2 separate regions of the Sus scrofa genome follow, and region 1 is linked to region 2. The links are chromatin contacts, called in public Hi-C maps. All regions are on one chromosome and are shown on one strand. The core of a region is the stretch at or near the end of the contact, and the rest is flanking DNA. Distances in the headings are between cores, read along the strand shown.

Region 1 (4,043 bases), core at 95-2,594, 320 kb before region 2:
GTGCAGCTGCAGGCCTACACCACAGCCACAGCCACACCAGATCCACGCTGCATCTGTGACCTACGCTGCAGCTTGTGGCAATGTGTATCCTTAACCCACTGAGTGAGGCCAGGGATCGAACCTGCATCCTTACAGACACTAGTCGGCTTCTTAAGCCACTGAGCCACAATGGGGACTAACATAAGCATCTACTGGGTACCCAATACTATGGCAGAACTGAGACAAGAAGTATTAAGAGAAAAAGAAAAGAATATCTTTCTGGATTATCCAGATGAGGGAAACTACAGTGATAATATGTGAGTGATGTCTAAAACAAGGCAGTATGAAATACAGTTTGACCTACTACCTCAGCATGCTATAACAGGAAGGAGTTTAGAGATTATTTCATTACAATCTTTTCTTTTACAAATGAGGAAACACATCTGGAGTACCAGAAGGAGGGTCACAATCCAGATTTCCCAACCCTCTGCAGCTTATGCTACATCACAAGATTAATGAATATTCTGACTAACCAATAAATGGTGGATTGTGGGAGAACTGTAGCCATGAGTAATATCTGTTGGAAGAAAGCCTAGAGACCACCTACTTCAGACTCTTCCTTTTACAGATAAGAAGTCTCAACTCAGGACCTGCTCTGCCTCCACAAGATGACAAAGGAGTCCCCTCACCTTGAAAGACAATCCCTATGTGGATAGCAGCACCACCTCCTGGCTCTACCTTCCTATAATTTAGTTGGCCTTTTATTACAACACCTTAACAATATATGTGAATTTTCTGTTTATTTCTCACAGGCCTGCCCCTGAATACAGAGATGATTTACTTCCCTAGTACCTAGTTACAGAGCCTAGTACTCAATAAGAGCAAAGAAAATGTCTTAAATGATAACCGCCCTGCACCTCCAAGAAAAAGAGACAAGGCCCAAGAACTGGCGGAGAACTCCTAATAGAAGCTACAGACAAGCATGAATTCCCTAGGAGAACATGGGGCTAAAGAGCCACAAACAGCAGTCCCTATACGTGTTCCCCACACCCACTCTTGATACATATCTGTCATTCATTCAGTAAGCACTGAGCACTGCACTCGATATAAACAAATAAGGCACAACCCTTACAGTCACGGACTGATGGGAAAAGCAGCCACGGACAAAGCCGAGTCCACGTGGCGCGGGACGTGAGCTGACAGGTTTGCACCTGTCAATGGGTGCGTCCCTCCCACCCGATCCCCCTGGCCACTTCTCCGAGTGGAACTTACCCGACCTCTTCACCTCCCCCTCCCTGGACCCCACTCTTCTCCCTTTTCTCTCAGGACCTCGAACCCTTCTCACCCCTCCGGGCACTTGGGCTTCAACTCCGTCGCCTGTCACCCGCACCGGAAACACGCCCCAGCTCCTCGTGGTTCCTAGCACCCGCTCGCGCGGAACGCTTCTGCGCATAATCGGCTGCAGGAGAGCCCATTTTGCAGAACACCACTCGCCTACGCTTCCTCCCGACAGTCGGATATCGTTCAAGGGAGCAACTTCCTGAAGTTCAACTTCCGGTACGGCTTCTCCCTATTCTTCTCGCACGCTGCAGCCATCTTTTTTTTCCCTTTAAGATCTGTGACTCACTTCCTTCTTTCGCGAGCAAACTGGCTTCCCGAGAGGTGGCGCTCACACTTTGCGTGAAAACTGAACTAGCGCCTGACCTAGAAGTAGTCAGTGTCCTCGTTTTACATTTGCTCATTCTTTCCAGCCTGTCAAGCAAATTATTTATTGAGTACCTTCTATGTGTCAGATATTGTTTCAGAGTCTGGGGTATAGCAGTAAACTTTCTTGGAACTTCTCGTGGGGTTGGGAATAAAGACAAACAATAAACAAATGAGCAAATTAACATGTAATATATCATAGTATGTAAATATTACTGAGAAAAAGCACAGCGAGGGGGTAGGGTAAAGGAGTACTTTAAATGTTGACTGGTGTGCTCTCTCAGGGGGTGACAGTAGAATAGACCTGCTGAAGTCAGATTACCTGAGAGCCAGTGGACATTAAGTGCTAGAAAATGCAACTGGAGAGCAGCAAGATTATGATGTGGTGGGAAGCCATTGGAGAATTTTGAGCAGGGCATGATATCATCTGATACATTTAAAAAAAAAAATCATTGCCTGCTGCAGGAGGAATGGCTGTGGTAAAGTACAGGATAGAATCAGGAGCCTTTTCAAAAAATGTGCTGGAGCACCTATAGGCAGAAAGAAAGTAAGAAGAAAGGAAGGAAGGAAAGAAAAAACCTCCACCTAAACCTCCCACTTTGAAAGAAAATCACTCCAGAGGGATTATAGATTTGTAAGTGTAAAACTATGTGGATAGGAGTTCCCTTGTAGCACAGCAGGTTAAGGATACAGCATTGTCACTGCAGCAGATTGGGTAGCTGCGGTGGCATGGATTTGATCCCGAGCTCAGAGAACTTCCACATGCCCCGGGTGCAACCCAAAAACCCCCAAAACAAAACAGGTGGCGGCTCAGAGAATTACAAACCTAACTAGTATCCATGAGGATATGGGTTCAATCCCTATCCTGGCTCAGTGGGTTAAGGATCCAGCATTGCCGTGAACTGTGGTGTAGGTGACAGACACAGCTCAGATCTGGCTTGGCCTTGGCTGTGGCTGTGACTGTGGTGTAGGCCAGCAGCTGCAGCTCTGATTCAACCACAAGCGTGGGAACTTACATATGCCGAAGGTGTAGCCCTAAAAAGCAAAAAAACAAAACAAAACAAAAAAACTATGCCTGCCATTTCAGTAAACAAAGAATATGGCCTGTCATCAAGCCATCAGCCACTGCAGCCTCCCCAAAGGTGCACCCTGAAGAGAAAAATAGTATACTGGCCCTAGATAAAGATGCATGTCAAAGGAATAATTTCTTTCTTTCTTCTTCTTTTTTTTTTTTTTTTTTTTTTTTTGGTTAGGGTCACACCTGCAGCATATGGAAGTTCCCAGGCTACGAGTCAAATCAGAGATGCAGCTGCTGGCCTAAGCCACAGCCACAGCAACTTGGGATCCAAGCTGAGTCTGTCTTCAACCTACATGACAGCTCTTGGCAACGTCAGATCCTTAACCCATTAAGTAAGGCCAGGGATCAAAACTGCTTACTCATGGTTTCTAGTCAGGTTCGTTACTGCTGAGCCACAACAGGAAATCCTCAAAGGAATAATTTCAATGAGCATTTTGATTGTTGTTGTGTTCTCAATGCATATGCATCTACGTTTTGAAATTAGCAATAATCTTTTGATGTTCCACTAACATTTTTTTTCAGCCATGCCCAGGGCATGTTGAGGTTCCTAGGCCAGGGATGGAGCCCAAGCCACAGTAGCAACTTGAACTGCTGCAATGATAATGCTGGATCCTTAATCTACTGTGCCGCAAGGGAACTCCACTAACATGTTTTATGGTTTGTTTGTTTGTTTTCTCAGTAAAATCTGAATATCCTGACTTCTCTCTTACTTCTTTGGAACAGTTCCTTAGAGCTATCTGAGAGTCTGTCTCCCAAGCTATAGTCATAGAAAGGTCACCAAATAAAACATAATTCACAACTTTTAGGTTGTACCTTTTTTTTTTTTCAATCAAACTACAAAAAGTTTAGAAAAAGAAAACATGGTGGAAAAAATCTTCAGGTGTTCCTGCTATGGTGCAGTGGGTTAAAGGATCTGGTGTTGCCATGGCTGTGGCTTGGATTAAGTTCCTGGCCCAAGAACTTCCATGTGCCCAAGGTGCGGCCAAAAAAAAAATTCTTCAAGACCAAGGGGTAGGCAAGTTTTTAGACTTGCCACCTAAAGCAAAATCCATAAAAGGAAAACTCTGATAAGTTGGATCTTATCAAAATTAAAATCTTTGGCTCTTCAAAAGACCCCAAGAAGAGGATGAAAAAAAATAAGCTGCAGGGTAGAAGAAAATATTTGCAAACTGCATGTCCAACACAGCCCCAGTATCGAGACTATATAGAGAATTCTTACAACTCAACTGTAAAGAAAAAAAAATCCAAATATAGAATGAGCAAAGAGTTCCCATTGTGGCTT
Region 2 (3,794 bases), core at 1,274-3,773:
CCCATCTCAGAGCTGGGGTCTGAGGGAGAGAGGCCCGGGGTGGGTAGGGGCAACAGGATCCTCCAATTCCTTAAGGACTCTGGCGGGGGAGCACCCTCAGGACTCAGAAGTCCACGAAAGGCTGGGTCCTTGGGCACCCGGAAGGGTATTTCTGGGCACAGGAAATCCGGAGGGAATCTTTTGCAGTTTTTGCCGAAGGGCTCAGAACATACCCATAGGCTGTCTAAACCCCAGCCCACGGAGGCGCTTTCTCCCCAAGACACGCAAAATCAGCCAGAGTCTCGCTGTCCCAAGCCGCACCTGATTTATGAGACCTGCCCGTGCCAGGGAAACAGGCTCCCCAGCCAGTGTAGCCAGGTAACAGCATGACCTCAGCCAGATGGGAAGGCTCTGCCACCCTCCCCAGTCCTTATCGCCCTTCCCTGCGGTGCCCCATTGCTCCCTGCCAGTGAGAAGCCTGAGGACTGTCCCCTGGGCACTCAGTGTGAGGGAGAGGCCACTCTCTCCAGGGGAAGCCCTCATCCCGTAGGACGCATGCGTTTGGCAGAGGGAACACTGGGGTCTCTCACGTTCCCTGGTGATGCCCAGTACAGCCAGAGCCCCCAGAGCTGCCAGACTGACAGGAAGTACTTCTGCCCAGGCAGGTGCCAGGTAACCCAGGGGAAGTGGCGGGAACAGCCCCTGGGCTCAGGAGCTGGGAGAGCTTGGCTTCAGAACCAGTGCTGCCCTGAGCACTGTAAGAACTCTGATGAGAGCAGAAGGGAGGACAGAGGACTCTGGCAGGTGGAAATTTAGGCCACTTCCCTCCCAGGGACACCCAGAGAGTCTATTTGGATCCACTCATGCCCACCATTCCCATCAGCCTGGTCTGATCTCAGGGTCAGGGTCTGAACCCCCGGGGAGGTGGCCTGGCATCGGATGACGCCCAAGCTTTGTGGCCAGACAGATACGGGGTCCAGGCACCCCACCCCACCTCCCCCCCTCTCCCCCAGCCATGGAGCCTTGTGCTGCTCACTGCAGCCTCCTGAGTTCCACTCTTACCTGTCGACGGGCAGATGGGTCGTAGCAGTCTGTCTGATGTGCCTGGCACAGAGCTAGCTCAGAGCAGCTCTCAGCAGACCTGAGACCAGGAATCCGAGGATTCTCAGTCACTGAAAAACTCAGACACCACTCCCACCTCATCTTCCGGGCCCCTTCGAAGTTTGACGGGCATCACACCCTATTTATCTCCATGGCCTGGGACCCCGGTTGCTGCACAGACCCGAGTCAACCCCAGCACCCAGCGTTCACTCTCACTCACAAACAAGCCCACTCGGCCCATCTCAGGCTTCCAGATTCGCACTCACCTGGTCTGTCTCACACTCCCGCTTGCAGGTGCTCTGGGCGTCCACCCAGAGGTTGGGGTTCATGTCGTTGGGGCAGATGCCAGCATGAGAATACCGGATGGGTGGCAGTGCCAGGCCTCTCGGGGGTACCCCAAGCAGCAGCAGCAGCAGTGCTGCCACCTGCCCCCAGCAGTGCTGCCACCTGCCCCCAGCGGGGGACTGGCGGCGCCCCGGGGCCCACATGGTGCGGTCTGAGGCAGCCAGAGACCTCCCCTGAGACGAGGCCAGGGCGGGGGGGGCCCCCAGGGCCTTCTGCTCCTCGGGGGCTGCAGACACCTGCCCTGCCCACCCCAGCAGGCCTCCTCGCTGCTGCTGGGGCTGCGGCTGCCTCCACCCAGCCAGCGGAGCCCTCCAGGCTGTGCGGCCTCAGATAAAGGGAGCTCCCTCTCCGGGGGGTGCAGGAAGAGGAGCCGCACAGGGGCCCGAGCCTGGATTTATGTCCTGGGCGCGCCACCCGAGTGGGAGCGAGCTAACCTGACGCCTGTCACAGGCAGGCTGCTGGCTTCTCTGTCCTGTGGCTAATCACAGACTTGTTGCAGAAGAGGAAAAAAAAAGCTGGAAGCAGTTTAGGCGGCGTATCTGGCACGGTGGGACACCTGCTTGTTTTTGACTCCAGGAGGCCTTTAACCCCTTCGGGGGCCAGAAATGGCATGTGCTTTGGGGGGGAGCTGGCTCCGGGACACGCAAGCTCACTGTACGCAGAGGCTTGCTTCCCTTCCCCCCACCTCTCGCGGGCCCCCTCCTCCCCTTGGCCACCTCCGAAGAACACACACTCGCTTGTTACAAGGAGGGACCTGCCGCCGCAGGGTTAGCATCGCCGGCCTGATAGTACATCTGAGAGCAACTGACGTGGAAAAACAACAAGTTCACGGCCATTCCAGGGCGGGCCTGAGCAGCCTGTGCTGTGTAAGCCGACTCCCGCCCCGGCACCAGGTCCCTGGGTGGGGGGCGCGCGGACAGCTCCCTATCTCTCTGTCCCGGCCCGTTTGCGGCTCAAGTTCCAACTTCGATGAATTTTCCCCAAATCATTCCAGAGACACATACCAGATATGCTCCGGCTCCCCCGGCTCCGGGACGTATCACATTCCCGCTCCTCGACTGACACACTTGCAGCTCCAAGAGAATCTACGTGGTCACAGTGGCTCCGGACGGCACTGGGCAGCCGAGCCGCCTCGCTAGTGACCACGAAGGCTGCGCTCAGGGAGTGCCGGTCAGCTCTCAGGGCCCCCACTCTACGGAGAAGAAAGTCACCTCTTGGGAGCAGCGGGAGGACTATGCATTGCTGATATTTCCTGGGGTTGTAACATGTGCCAGGCTGTGTGCATCGTCTCAGTTCATCCTCACGACAAATGCTACCTTCATTTTAGATTTGAGGAAAAGACACACAGAGAGGCTAAGCCACTTGCCCCATGTCACACAGCTACACAACCCTACGATTAATGCAGGCACCCCAGCTAGCGGGGCCTTTGCAAAGCACCCCTCCCCAGCCAGCTATCAAAACTGCCATCAAGGCGCAGCCCCAGCTCTGGCCTTTACAGGCCGGATACAAAATTTGGGCAACATCAAGGGCTATATTTGTCAAGGAGCCAGGTGAAGAGCCAGAAGCTGCCGGGGGGGTGGGGGCGATTTCTCTCCCATGTGGCAGGAAATGGCTCATATCCAAAGTGCCAAGAAAAGTGAGTGGGATGTGGCTTTGTGTTGGTCACTCCATCCCCAGGGGTTGAGGGGTGGTGGGGAGACAGCTCCCTGGAAGAGAGAGGTACCTTTTCAAGGCCAGACGGCAAAGGGCTGGGGGAGCTGCTGTCGTCCAGGAACATAAAATCATTTCACAGACAGGGACACTGAGTGCTGAGCCCAGGCCCACTCTCCGCTTGGGGCTAGACTTCAGCCTCCGGTTGGCCTGTGAAAGGGCAGCGCCCCTCTCTCCAGCCTGCAGCCTTGGCCTCTTCCTCGCAGGCGGTGTGTTGCCTCCTTCCCGCCTGAGCCAATTCCTTCCTGTCGTGTGGGTCCTTCTGCAAGATCTGTCTTTTCTGCTTCTGTCAAAGAGCTAATGAAGGGTGTCAGATCCTAATCCCCTAAATTATTGGAATAAACTTCCCTCCGAGGCCGATCCCAGTAATGAAGCCAGACAGCGGGCGACGCCGGCTGCTTTGAATTCCCTGTAATTTCATAAACCCATGTTCCAGCTGCTCAGAGCCGGGCCTCTGCACAGTGCTAGATGAACGCGGGGTGTGCAGCCTCCTTTGATAGCATAAAGGGAAATGGACAGTGACACATTTCTGAGCAGCACTTAGAAAAATTGTCACAGCCCCATGGCTGGAGGACAAGTATCCGGGGAGAGGAGGTTGATTTCTGGGGAGTCGCTTGGGACCCCTGAGGGGGGAGCGGGGAGGGGCACAGAGCAGGGGG

The links. Hi-C and Micro-C count contacts between places; a contact is called where the count stands out from the background.
Region 1: a contact with region 2 is called in a Hi-C map of epiblast stem cells, with 1.8 times the contacts expected there. The contact joins the promoter of NME1 here to the promoter of WFIKKN2 in region 2. A contact is called at or near these places in 5 of 47 Hi-C or Micro-C datasets (embryonic fibroblasts, epiblast stem cells, fetal heart ventricle and 1 more).

The regions. Positions count from the first base shown.
Region 1 is chr12:27,413,738-27,417,780 of Sscrofa11.1, reverse strand. NME1 (NME/NM23 nucleoside diphosphate kinase 1) reads right to left here and starts at 1,344. Exons shown (of 5, transcript NM_001204759.1): 1 at 1,252-1,344.
Region 2 is chr12:27,091,970-27,095,763 of Sscrofa11.1, reverse strand. It overlaps WFIKKN2 (WAP, Kazal, immunoglobulin, Kunitz and NTR domain-containing protein 2), which reads right to left and starts at 2,523. Exons shown (of 2, transcript XM_013981059.2): 1 at 2,430-2,523.